Linked DNA regions of Mus musculus: regions 1, 2 and 3 are each linked to region 4. A link is a contact called in public promoter capture Hi-C data. All regions are on one chromosome and are shown on one strand. Each heading gives the region's core, a stretch centred on a gene start, on an enhancer-like site or on the middle of the called end of the contact. The rest is flanking DNA. Distances are from core to core; before and after follow the strand shown.

What was found. Promoter capture Hi-C pulls out the DNA fragments that hold promoters and counts their contacts.
Region 1: a contact with region 4 is called in a promoter capture Hi-C map of pre-B cells, with 3 times the contacts expected there. The contact joins the promoter of Crebrf here to the promoter of Brpf3 in region 4. A contact is called at or near these places in 3 of 39 promoter capture datasets (cranial neural crest, liver and pre-B cells).
Region 2: a contact with region 4 is called in a promoter capture Hi-C map of liver, with 3 times the contacts expected there. The contact joins the promoter of Abcg1 here to the promoter of Brpf3 in region 4. A contact is called at or near these places in 3 of 39 promoter capture datasets (liver and pre-B cells).
Region 3: a contact with region 4 is called in a promoter capture Hi-C map of liver, with 2.9 times the contacts expected there. The contact joins the promoter of Ergic1 here to the promoter of Brpf3 in region 4.

What each region holds. Positions count from the first base shown.
Region 1 is chr17:26,713,880-26,716,993 of GRCm38.p6, forward strand. Crebrf (CREB3 regulatory factor) reads left to right here and starts at 1,771. Exons shown (of 9, transcript NM_029870.2): 1 at 1,771-1,895.
Region 2 is chr17:31,056,195-31,059,658 of GRCm38.p6, forward strand. It overlaps Abcg1 (ATP binding cassette subfamily G member 1), which reads left to right and starts at 1,500. Exons shown (of 15, transcript NM_009593.2): 1 at 1,500-1,662. The coding sequence starts at 1,621.
Region 3 is chr17:26,559,493-26,562,764 of GRCm38.p6, forward strand. It overlaps Ergic1 (endoplasmic reticulum-golgi intermediate compartment (ERGIC) 1), which reads left to right and starts at 2,020. Exons shown (of 10, transcript NM_026170.3): 1 at 2,020-2,140. The coding sequence starts at 2,121. It overlaps 1700049J03Rik (a long non-coding RNA gene), which reads right to left. Exons shown (of 4, transcript XR_001782188.2): 1 at 2,598-3,272.
Region 4 is chr17:28,799,530-28,802,855 of GRCm38.p6, forward strand. It overlaps Brpf3 (bromodomain and PHD finger containing, 3), which reads left to right and starts at 1,597. Exons shown (of 13, transcript NM_001081315.1): 1 at 1,597-1,832.

The sequences.
Region 1 (3,114 bases), core at 521-3,020, 2.1 Mb before region 4:
TAAATTATTTCACCCAGTTCTTACACCAATCCCATTTTTACAAAGGTAGAAATTTAGCTTCCTGGTTCACATGTGGTAAAGCAAGGATTCCAATCCAGGTTACTATTAAGCCTGTAACATAGTGACTGGCTATTTAATGTGCTTGGCATGGAGAACATAGGACAAGAGACATTGCTAGTCCCACCCCACCTTTGTCAGGATTATGATCTAGGCAGACTTTTTATCCCCAAATCCATGGTTGCTTGCTTTTGAACCAGGGAGCAAATTACAATGTAGTTCACACTCACCCTGAACAGAGACACACCTGCCTCAGGCTCCCCAGTGCTGAAGTCACAGGTGTATGTCATCACCTCTCATCCCAGACCATGATGGTGATAGTGAGACGCTACCACAATGGTTCTCAACCTGTGGATTGTGACCCCTTTGGAGGTCCAATGACCCTTTCACAGGGGTAGTCTAAGCCTATCAGAAAACACATTATATTACGATTTATAACAGTAGCCGAATTATTGTTTTGAAGTAGCAATGAAAATAATTTTATGGTTGGGGTCACCACAACATAAGGAACTTTAGGAAGGTTGAGAACCACTGATCTACCACTTGCCTGAGTCTTTGTGCATGGGGGAGGGGGAGTCTTAATTTGGCGGGGAGCGGAAGGTTACTTTGAGACTTGGTCTTATCCGGGCATGCAATTCAGTGTAGCTAAGAACACACTTCAATCTTCCTGCTTCCTTATCTCCAGTGCTGAGATCACAGGGGTCAATCACAATACCCCCTTCCTACATCCTCGCCTGCTTTGAAACCCCGAGTACTCCCAAGGGAAAACTGTTATTTGAAGGGAATCTGATGAGGTTTCTCTGTCCTTTAGTCTTCTTTTCCTATGCTTAAGAAAGTATGTTTTTCTGTGTCCATATGTGTGTGCGGGTGCAGACCAGTAACCCTGCACCCAGAAGACTAAGACAGGAGGGTCCAGAGTCTAAAGAGATTTCTGGAAACACAGGCTGCTATAATTAGGTAGGTTGTTTCCTTGAACAATAATTCTCCTGAGGTTTGTTTTTGTATTTTTTTTAAATAGTTCTCTTATCGTATGTGTCTGTTCGGAGAACTATTTGGGATAATGAACCTACCACAAACTACACATCCGATAAAATATCAACAGGATTAAGAGGCGTAAATCATCACATTATCACAGGTTAGACAGTCTTGTCCATAAAGCATCTAGTAGCAGTTTCTACAGCTGAATACAGGTCCTATCCCAAAGATGTATGCAGCCGACTCAGGGTCTGGGGATCCAGACTCAATAAATATGAGTTGATGAATGAACAAACAACTGAAGGCCAATTCAATCGGGGAACAGGAACGTCATTTACTAAACAGAATGTCGATGCAGCCCCCTACTAATTAATATTCCTGTAATCCCCCGTGGTTCAGTTAAACTGTAAAGTGGGCATTTGGACTCCTTGGCCTTCATCTTAGTTCTGAGGCTACAGACTGAATATGGAAGCCTCTGAAAAGAACATCACGCACGAACGCGAGCTTACTGCTCGCTATCCCCAGCGGCCCACGCCCACGCTCAGCAGCAGCCTACTAGCCCCCGCTCCGCCCTCTCTTCCTGGTTTTCCCCAGCAACCCGCCCCTCTGGTGTCACGTGACGGGCGCTAGCCCGGCCGAGCCTCTGATTGGCCAGACTTCAGGGCGCCTCGCGATTGGCCTGGGGCGGCGGGCCCCCGCCTCCCTCCTCCTCCTCGCCGCGGCCCACGTGAGGGGGGCGAGTCACGCGATTTCCGGGAACCCGTCAGGAAGGACATAAACAAAACAAACCGAGGCAGCATGGAGACGGCCCGCGGCCGCGTAAGCGCGGCCGGATCCAGTGCCTGAACCGCCTTCAGCCTCAGGTGAATGCCGAGCGGTCGCACGGGCGGGCGGGATGCAGCGGCAGAGAACCGCGGGTGAGAGGCGCGGGTGCCCGGCTCCGGGAGAGCGGGGCGGGGGCCGCCGGGCCGAGGGCGCGCGGAACGGGGTCGCCGATGCGAGCCGAATCGGGCTGCCCCCGCGGCCGACGGTTATATAAAGGGCGGGCGCGCGCCGGCGGGCGACCCCGTTAGGGCCGTGCCCTTTGCGCTCCCGGGAACCAGGGATCGCGACTGCCGGCAGCCGGCCTGTCAGAGCGGCGAGCGGGTGGGAGGGGCCGGGAGGGAGGAGAGGAGAGGAGAGGGGCGTGTGAGGGAGACCGGCACAGCTAGTGTTCAGAAGGCTCCGGACGGAGGAGCGGACCGGGAGAACTCTGGGCAGGGGCGTCGTGGGGCTGCTGTTCCCCCCGGCCCCTCCCCGGAGGCTGCGGGACTGGGGCCTCCCTCTCGGGATTTGTTTATATGTCCTCTCTAAGCAGCTTGAAAAGCCCGGAGGCGGAGCCCTCGCTGTCGAGTGGCGGCCGGTGCTGTCCAATGGAGGAGGCAGACGGGGTCCGTGGCGCCAATGGGCGCAGGGAGGCGGTGCCGCGCCCCCCCTCCCCCCCAGTAAGTTAGGCTGTGCTGGGGGTTGGTCCGACAGGGCGGCCATATTAGATGGGAGGGGACGGGCCTGGGGACGGGGGTTGTCACTGAGCGGGGCGGAGACGGGGCAAAGGGCGAGGAGCCGAGCCGAGCGGGGCGCGGGCCGGGCGGGCTGGGTGTGGGCTAGAGTCCCGGAGGGACCCGGAAGATGCCCGGAGGAGCCTGACCCGGCTCAGCCGCTCCCGAGTGGAGGCGGCCAGGGAAGTAGCGAGGGCAGTCTAGCCTCCCAGGGGGCGGTTCCTGGGTCTAGATGAAGCTTGGTCTCTGGCGTCTCCTTCTTGGTCGGCTCTCCGCTGCTTGGTAGATCCTGCCACCAAACCCTTTAATCGCCCACCTTTAACCCAAGAAAACAAACCGTTTTGCTACTTCTGAGCAGGCCTGAATCTTAAGACTACCTTAAGGAGGTATTTCTGTAGTTAGGGGTGTGTTTCTGTACCAGGTCTCCCGTGTAGAGGCAGGCATTCAGAGGAACTTCTGCTTTTCTGGGTATTGCAAAGAGAAAATTGGGACTGGAAAAGCAGACAAAATTGAGTGAGCGGCGTTTCTATCCACCCCCCCCCCA
Region 2 (3,464 bases), core at 250-2,749, 2.3 Mb after region 4:
TGCTGATACCATGGCCTGTGTCCTGGTCACATTATTCAGTGTCTCCCCTTGTCCATTCTTGCTGCTTTACAGCATGGTTGGGCACCAGGGCAGACAGTAGCCCAGGCCCCAGAAACCTTTCTCACTCCCTGGGAGGTTTGTACTCTTTTTTTTTTTAATCTGAATTTTATTTTTATTTTTTTTCTATCCTTTTTTTTTCCATTTTTTATTAGGTATTTAGCTCATTTACATTTCCAATGCTATACCAAAAGTCCCCCATACCCACCCACCCCCACTCCCTTACCCACCCACTCCCCCTTTTTGGCCATGGTGTTCCCCTGTACTGGGGCATATAAAGTTTGCGTGTCCAATGGGCCTCTCTTTCCAGTGATGGCCGACTAGGCCATCTTTTGATACATATGCAGCTAGAGTCAAGAGCTCCGGGGTACTGGTTAGTTCATAATGTTGTTCCACCTATAGGGTTGCAGATCCCTTTAGCTCCTTGGGTACTTTCTCTAGCTCCTCCATTGGGAGCCCTGTGATCCATCCATTAGCTGACTGTGAGCATCCACTTCTGTGTTTGCTAGGCCCCAGCATAGTCTCACAAGGAGGTTTGTACTCATAACCTTCTAGAATGCCCTGGCTTTGTCAGCCTTCTTGATACCAGATAGGGCCATCGGTCCCTCCGGTATTAGAAGCCCACCCTCTTCCCTCCAAACTCAGCCACACCCACTTTTCTTTCTGTGATGCTAGGGAGAAGCTTAGCTGAGGTCAAGGATCTGAGGATGTGACAACCACTTGCCTGCCCCTTTCTAGGAGAGCAGAAAGTACCCCAGCACACCCAAGTGTTGGAGCGGGTGGCTCTACTGTGCTGGGGGTGACAGAGAATCATTTCAACAGAAGACTTAGTTTAGGATCTGAGGTTGGGATTAAAGATTTTCACCACGGTTACCACGCAACGTCCCATTTACAAATCACAGGGGTTTCAGTAGGGTACAAGAACGTGGCTGTGTAAGACACTGGAAACACCCCTGTGGCTTATTTGGGGATGGAGTGGTGCTGATGGAGACCTAGGAGCTATCTGTATGAACGCCCATGCTGCCTCAATTTAGGGTCACCGCACACTAGCGCTAAGGGAAAAGCCCTGGGGCTGTTTTCTACGTTTGTCCCTGGGGCTTCTACCTGGAAGGCATGCATAACAAAGGCAGAACAAAGGAGCCACCTGCCTTCTTCCCTATCCCATTGATCTCAAGCTACCTCGGGAGGTTTCCGAAACAAGGACCCCGTGGTTTGTAGGGCGCCCCCACTGGTTCGTCTAGGGTTGAGCTGGCCCAGCTCCTGCAGGGTCCCTGAAGTGGGCTTCCCAGGCCCAGGCGGTTGGGAGAGGCCTAGCAGACAGCTTCGGGTCCAGAGCATCCTCCAGCCGCTCCGCAACAGGAGCAAAACAAGAGCACGCGCACCTGTCGGCGCCCCGCCCCCTCCGCCCGGCCCAATCGTGGGCAGGGGCGGGGCCGGGGCGCAGTCGGAACCCGCGCAGAGCGCCGCGGAGGAGCAGGAGCAAGCGCAGCCTCGTTCCTGCAACCTCGTCCCCGCCGCCCGCAGACTTGTCTCCACTGCCGCTGCCGCCGCCGCCCCCGGGGCATGGCCTGTCTGATGGCCGCTTTCTCGGTCGGCACCGCCATGGTGAGTCGCACATCCTTCGCACTCCGGGCTGGCTTTTATCTTCTAAGGAAACAGGAAGCTCAAAGCCAGGCTGGCTGGTCCTCACACCAGCCGCCTATGAGCGCATCCTCCGGGCGCTGACCTGGGGTGCTCTGGAGAGGTGCCCGGCGCTGCTCGACTCCGCCCTGGCCACCTGGAGCTTTGAGATGCTCCTGTACTGGCTTAGGGCATCCAGAAGGTGGAGTGGGGCGCGGGTAGCGAGCAACCCCACAAGTGGACAGGTAGATGGCCTTGACTTGTCCGCCTCCTGGGTGAGGGGCTGGAGATGTGGAAGCGCACTGGGGAGGGACTGCAGGCTCAGCCCGAGGGAGGGGAGGGTCAGATCTCTCTGAGGAGCTCTGTGGAGCGGGCAGACGGCGGGGGACTTCTTGCGCCACCCTCTGGAGTCCTGGGCACAGTGGGGGGGGGGGGACACAAAAAGAGAAACTGCGCCCCACGAAACGGAGCCTGCTCTCCTGCGCTCCCCAGAGACAGCTACTCTTGGAGGAGGCAGCGAAGTCCCAGGGGAGACAGAGGAGGACGAGCTCAGATCCCTGCCAGGGTGAGGGTAGGGTGTGGGCATTTACACGCCCCCATCCCCCCAGATACCAGTGTTAGGACAAAACCTGGGTGCTACAGAATTGCTAGACAAGTATTGTTTCTCAGAGGTGGGCAAGCGTCTCCTCTTCCACGGTCACTCAATGCTCCAGGAGAAAGCTAACATACAACAACAAAAACCAGCCCACCATCTGTCTGGTCTCACCCTTGGCCCTACCGGCTCTGTCTAACAAGCGGACATTGCGGTTAATAACCTCTTAAGCTGACTTCAGACTGTGGTGGAGTATAAACAGCAAGCCCTCCGTTTTCCCACCCGAATCGTGCCTTTCTTTCTGTTACTAGCCTGCCTGTTCCTTCCCAATACGCTAGAAGCCCACATCTCACAGTCCCTCCCCTTTATTTCATTTTTAGCATCCTGTATTTGAAGTCAGCAAGGCTCCCCAGGATTTGACCGACAGTTACCTCTTGCCTTGCGCTCTAGAGGAAAAAAAAAAAAAGCACTCGGCTTTGTGCGCATGCTCTGCTCTGACAACCGCATCCTGTGATTCCAAACAGGTTACTGTAGAACTCGTCTCGAGCCCTGCCCGCCGACTCATTATGTAATGATTTTGTGTAAACCGATAGAATGGAGCAAAGATGCACTGTGGTGATGGTGGTGGTTAGCAGGGGGTGGGGTGAGGCGGGAAGGAAGACCCTTCTAAGCTGCTCCCCATCCTTGGGCTGTGCTCCATTTCAGACTCGCCAGAGTCAATGAAAACAGGAATCGCTTCTCCTCGGGTATTCCAGTCTGCACCTTTATCTAGTTGACTCTACCTGGAGGCTTGGTTAACACTGAAAAATTGGCCCTTGTGCACGTATCTATCAATGTGAAGATTATTACTAGCAACAGAAAATTATGATAATTGACGATCTTTGCAAAGAGAGGAAGTTTGATGGGTTCTCTCTGCACAGAACTGGTTTGAACATGTAGATAAACGAACCGAACTGCTGTAGGATATAGGTTTCCATACAACATTATGGTTTGATACAGCCCAGACCCCTGCTATGAAGTTACCAATCTCATAATAGCTGGGGTTTATCTTTTATTTTTCGGGAAACCTATTGATATATTTGAAAAGACGTTTCTTCCTGCAAACCTGGCACCTTTGTTTGAAGTTTTAAACGTCTATCTGTCTGTGGTTATACCACCTTGGGTCCACAGATCTTGTTTGCTCTTGGAAGCCAAT
Region 3 (3,272 bases), core at 770-3,269, 2.2 Mb before region 4:
TCTGAGATTCTTTAGGAGAATCTGGGCTAAAGATGAGAATAGTCCCCAAGATGTCCAAGAGCTAGTCTCTGGATCATGTTCTAAAAAGGGAAGACATGAGATCAATTGCCCACACCATACAACTTCTGTTTTGGGTTTATCTGTACCCAGTGGTTCCAGAAGGTCCCAGGATGCTTTTTCTTTCTGCTGCTCCCAGGCTCCAGGACTGGCTAAAACTTTCTCATTTCCCATACATAAGAGCATGGGGTGCGGGTGTTTGTTGAATGAATGAATGAATGAATGACGAATGAATGAATGAATAATGAATGAATGGATGAATGAATGGAAGGGGGATTCCGGTTGTCAGAAAGAGAAGAACCTGGTGGAATCGCCCATCACTGCAGACCCTGAATCTTGCTGCCCGCTTATCCTTCAGGAAACCAAGGAGCTTTTTATGTCAGGACACTGCCTCCCTGCCCATCCTGCCTTTTGAACTTGGATCCCCACTTTTCTCCTTAAGTTGTTGTCTTAAATCGCAGCTTTGAAGAAGGCATCAGCAGCAGAACCCAGGGAAGTTCAGAAGTCAGATTTCCCCTACATGGGTGTCCTAGTTTGCTTTTTCTCTGCTGTGATAAACTCCCACCAAAGCAGCTCTGGGAGCAAAGGGTTTATCTGGCTCATACATCCACACGCCCTTCAGGGAGTGAAGTCTGGGTAAGTAGGTACTCAAGGTAAGAACCATGAAGCAGGGCCGGGCGTGGTGGCGCACGCCTTTAATCCCAGCAGAGGGAGGTGGATTTCTGAGTTCGAGGCCAGCCTGGTCTACAAAGTGAGTTCCAGGACAACCAGAGCTATACAGAGAAACCCTGTCTCAAAAAAACCAAACAAAAAAAAAAAAAAAAAAAAAAAAAAAAAAAAAAAAAAAAAAAAAAGAACCATGAAGCAGAAACTGAAGCAGAGACCTGTGGAGGATGGAAGGCTGCTAATGGGCTCCACTGCTCATATGCAGTAGCTTTCTGATCCCAGGATCCCATCCTAGGAATGTTGCTACCCATAGAGGGCTGGGCCTTCCTACATCATTACTTAGGAACTAAGAAAACTTTACACACATACAAGCCCTTAGGCTAATGTAGTGGAGCCATTTCTTCAATCTCTTCCAGGTATGTCAGATTGACAACTAAGACCAGCCAATCACAAAAAGTTTAGAGTTCAGCTGCCTCCTCCTCTAGCCCAGCAAGTTGAGGGAGGTTTTCCTCTGTACTTCTGTGTTTCTGAGAATGGAGGCTCCTAGGGGCAATCAGCGGTATGTTACCATTTCTAACCGTGCAAACTCAGAGCCTCTGGATAACCCTGCAAGTTCCTGACTTCAGGTTGGTAGATGCTCAACGAGTACTGGTTGGCATCAATCCCGAAGAAAGATGATAGAAGTGGCTAGCTAAGCCCAACTCTAACAGGTGGAGAAGCTGTCACTAGATGCCAGGCTGTTCACTAAAGCAGGGCCCCAACTACCTCCTTTGATACCTATGAAAAGTTGAAAAGTGGGATTAACAGTTATACAGATAGAGAAAGGGGTGGTGGTGGATCTCGGGAGCCAGATGGCTTTTCCTAAGAAGCAAGGGATGGGTGGGAGGTGGGTGGACTTTCTCAATCTAGGACTGCGTTGCCCATCCCCCAGTTTTAACCTTCACCCAGAACTAGCACCAAGCATGGACCCGCAATTTGTAGCATTTTTCTCTGATCTTCACAACGCAATGGCTTTGTTTTACAAGCACAAAACCCACTGCCTGAGGCAGAGCGATTTGTCCTGAGGCCCCACTTACGCTAGGAAAAAAGATCAGAGGCCAAAAAGAACCAAAGCGGGAGTCTTGGAGACCTGGGCTTGGGTAGCATCCCACTCTCGGGCCTTCCCATTCAGCGGGCCCTCGGGCCCCTTTAATGGGGCGGCGGAAGGGGCGGCCGGTGGATGTGGCGGCGCCCAATGGGCTGCGTGGAGCGTCACTTCCCGGCGGCGGGAGGCGAGTGGCGAGTGTCGGGCAGGCTGGCGGGGGCGGGGCGGCCGAGGAGGCGTTGGCAGCGGGCTCGGACCCACGCGGCGCTGCGGCCCGCCTGGCCTGCAACGCTCCCACCGGCTCGGCGGCACGATGCCCTTTGACTTCAGGAGGTGAGTGAGGCCCCGGGCCCGAGGCCCTCTGCAGCCGGCGACGACCACCCCCCACCCCCCGTTACGTGCAAATGCGACCCTGGTGCACTGTGCACGCCTCGGCAGGCCCTAGGGGACCGCGGCCTTCCTCGGGGTTCGAGCCCTACCCCCACCCCTCGTGCAGCCCTGGCAAGCCCTCGCACTCTGTTTTCCACGGCGCGGTGTCCCCAGCTTGCCCCTGACATCTTTCATTCCCCTCCCCCAACCTGGGAACCAAATCTCCTCCCAAATCCCAAATAAAAGGAGCTCAGGCATCCTCAGGCTTTCTCCCCAGTCTTCCCTAGTGGACCCTGTCCTGGCTGACAGGTGGGGCCGCGCGCCTGGCTTTGCCCGGTGGGATCTGAGGGCTGCAGCCCCATTCAATCTGGCAGCAGTTGGAGAAGCTTAGTTCTTCAGAGCCTGAGAATCCTCTACCTACCAGATGTGGAGGCCTGTTCCCGCAAGCCATGGGGACAGTGCGGGAAGAGGAGGATGCTGGGATCTCGAGGTTCTGCAGAAGGTTCTTTGCCTCCTGGAACACCATTGTATAGGGCCAGGCCTTCTGGAAGCCTGCATGGGAAGGGCCTCCCCACCAGACATTCCCTTGACATAAGACGCTCTGAGATGCTCTGGGCTGTTGGGATACTTTGGAGCAAAAGGATTAGAAGCCTGGCTGTACCTCTCTACCCAGCTGCTTAGTAGATTCTCAATGTTAGAAGCAAAGGCTTAGGGTGCAGCCCCTCACCGCTCAGCTGGCTAACCCCAGCAGGTGTCTGGGCATGCTCAAAATATTGGTTTCACCTCTTGCAAATTGGTACTAAAAATAAGGTCACCACCTGAAAGACAGGGATTGTAAGGCACCCCTGACCCAGTCTCCATCACATGGAACTCAGAAGTAGGGCATCTGTGACTGAGGAGATCTGTGAGCGCTCCCCACAGCCAGAGAACGGGTATTCCTCCATTGGTCACAGTTTCCCCTCATCCTCCCCCTCTTACTGATGTGTATAGAGGCAGAACAGAGTGACAACCAATCTAAAAACGGCCCAAGATTCGGATCATGTGGTGGCATATGGGCAACCTGGGGTCAGGGCCCAGAGAGGACATTGGTTTCAGA
Region 4 (3,326 bases), core at 347-2,846:
AAGACGTGAAATTCCTATTTGTTCCTCAATTTTTTTAAAGCTAAAAGTAATTGCAATATTTTCTTCCTCTAGGGCCTTCCCTTCCACAATTAATCTTTCCACACCTTCCCTCCTGTGATTATTCCCCCAAGCTTTAACAACAGTTGACTAATTCACAGCATTTCTGCTTCAAAGCTTTCAAAACACTGTGGGGTGGGGGTGCTGGCGGAGGCGATTGCTTGGCTCCACAAGCCACGCCCTTTCCTTCTTAAAAATTGGTTATTTTTGCAGTATGTTATTACCATCTATCAAGAACACACTCCTGTAAGGAAACCCAACTTCCATGCTTCACTCAACTGGTAAATTCTCAACTCTTAGGATGCTGAACACCTATACTTCAATGTAAATAAAAACACAAGGTTTGGGCCGTGAGAAATGTTTATTCTCTACTCTTTCAACTGTAGTACCCAGGTCCTGGATACCAGAGCCAATCGAGCAATTGAAAGTCTCACCAGCCGTTCGTGTAGAGGAAACGCTTTCAAAATATATCATTCATCTTCATCTTCGATAGCAGTTTATCCATATATCCTTTATAAGCATCATTAAGTATTGGTGCTTAAGATCTCTGTCACGAGGTAAGCTTTCAAATTTATAGGTACATGCGCTCGTGGAGGGGCAAAGGGACCTTTTCTTCTATTTATTTTTTCTTTTATTAGAACAAAAGGCAGCTTGAGTACACTTCAAAGTCTGGGAGTTGCTGTTTGACAGGCAGGCTGCCTTTGAGAAAGCCGTTCAGTGCATTAAATTAACCGACTCCTGGCCAAATCAAATTCAAGGGGAAAAGTATTTCCCATGCCTAGAGTGACAAACGGAATTACGAGGCACGCTTAAGCAGACTGTCAAACTTTTATGTTTACTTAAAAAAAAAAAAACTCCACACAGATGGAAAAGTCTGGTCCGTGGCAGCCTTGTGTGCCAGGAGAGGCTCACCTGTACACACACCACAGGCACGGGTCTTTCCCGGGCTGTCCGCACTGGGGGAGGGGATGGGTGGACATCGCTAGACCTTTGTCCCGGGGGCCTGGGGAGGGACGACTTTCTGGAGGCTTCGCAGCCACCTGCACTCTGGGAAGCCACACACAGTGTGGCCCTCCGGGGTCGTCCTGGGGCGAGCTTTGTGGGTGGGTGGGAGCATGGGCGTTCCCACCTCGGGGGCGGCGGGTGGCCCCACGCTCTGGCTGGGATGGGGTGAGCCACCGCTCCGTGGATTCAGAGTGGGAACCCCGACTAGATCAGCTCTGGGACAGGCCCAGGGTGAAGCGGCCCCGCCGCGTCCGCACCGCCACCGTGAGGCCGTGCCGGGGACGGTGCCCCGTGGAGGTGGCGCTGCCGCTTCGCGCTCATCTCCCCGCCCGTCTCCCCGCCGCCGCTGCCGCCGCGCCGGGCTGGGCTCGGGCGGGGGCATCCGCTCCGGTCTCCCCGCGCTTTCGCGCTCCCGCTTCGCGTGCGGCGGCTCGATCCGGGGAGGGAGTGAGGGAAGGGGTGGAGGTGGCGGGGGGAGGCCGAGGGGCGGATCCTGCCTGGGGGCTGATCCCTCCCTCCCCTCGGCCGGGCTCCGTGGCGGGCGGCAGCGGTGGTGGCGGCGGTGGCTCCATTCCCCCTCCTCCCCCGGGAGAGGCGGCCGGGCCCGGGGAGACGGAGCGGAGGGCCGGAGCGGGAGGAGGCCGCGCTCCCTCAGCCGGGCCGCGCACGGAGCTGCTCGCTCGCCCGGCCCGCTCGCCCGGCCGCTCACCCGGCCGGCCGCGCTCGCGCTCAGGGGGCCCCCGAAGCTAGGGGCCCGGCCGGCGGCTGAGGTAAAATGGGGGCGGCGGCGGCGGGGCCGGAGCGAGCGGGGGCGGCGGGGGCCGGCGGGGAGCGAGCGCTGCGCGCGAGGGGGCGGCCGGGGCGCACAGGGGTGTCCCGATGGGGCGTGGGGGTGACGCGCGACCTCTCCCCCGGAGCGAGGGCGGCGACGAGGCCGGGAAAAGCGCGCGGAAGGGAGCTGCAAAGCGAGGACCCCCTCCCGCACCCGCCATCTTGTTTCTCCCCGGTCCTGGCAGCCAAACGGCTAAGCCCCGCCCTCCCCGTGCTCCCCTATTGGCCTGGCTAGACCAGAGTCCCGCCTTCAGGGGCCGCCCTCGGCGCACGGGTTCCCCCTTGACGGGCAGGTTGGGCGGCCAATAAGTGCTTGCATCTCCGCGTCCTCCCCCCCCCTCCCCACCCCTCCGCCGTTCGCTGGCGCTCGCTTTCTCTGTGAGGGTCGGACTCTGCGTCTATCTGTGGTGCGCCTACCCTCTGGGTTGTTTTTTTTAGGGGGAGATATTTCTCTTTTTTCTCCTTCGGGGGGTGTCGTGAAGATTCCACTGGAAGAGGAGTCCCTTTAAAGGGACAGAGACCTTGTCTGGAGTCTTACCTGGTCTCATGAGTCCCTTGTGTGGCGTGCAGGGCGGGTTCCGTCCAATTGTTGAAACTCCTCATTCGGGGGCCAGGGTGAGGTGGTCGAGTTGGGGATCCCGGGTCGCTAAGAACGTCTCTGAAGGGGGCTGTTGGGGGTACTCGGCAGTGTGTGTATGGGAAGAGTTGTGTACGTGAGGAAACTCCCGCCAAAAAAAAAATACCAACCCTGGTCTAGTTGTTAGCTCCTTGTAGGCGAAACTCTTGGTTTCCCCTGGCAGTAGCCCAGCTGGGTCCCATGGGTTTGCCCCCTGTGATCGCATCGCGGGAGCCCCGAATGGGGATGGAGACGACTTCTGAGACTACAGGATGGGGTTCTTGTAGATTCTTCAAAATCGATACTGAAGTGTGTGTTTCCTCTCCAGAGGCTGCTTGCCTTTGGAGAATTGGGGAATGGAATCTGTTGGCTGGGACTACTTTTGAGACCTTGAGGTTGGTACGGGATCTCGTGCCCTCAGGGCTTCGGGTTGAACAGAAGTGCGGTAAAGGTCCTTTAGCTCCAAATGGTGGTGTATGCCTGCCTCAGGTTGCTCCACAGCCAGGTTAACTTAAGTCACACCTTGGGACTGAGAGGCCTTTACACTGTGGTTGTCAATGGTGACTTATTGATCATCCTTAAGAAGTAGATATTTCTGCCCTTGCTTTTATTACATTTTTATTTTTTTTAAATTTTATGTGCCTGGGCATGTTGCCTGATATATGCCGGGTTCCCCAAGAATTCAGAAGAGGGCTTCCAATACCCTGGAACTGGAGTTACTGGAGTTGTGATCCACAGTGTGGGTGCTAGGCATCCTCTTAAATGCTGTTATTTTTCCAGCATGCATATATATATATAATTATTATTATTAAACAAT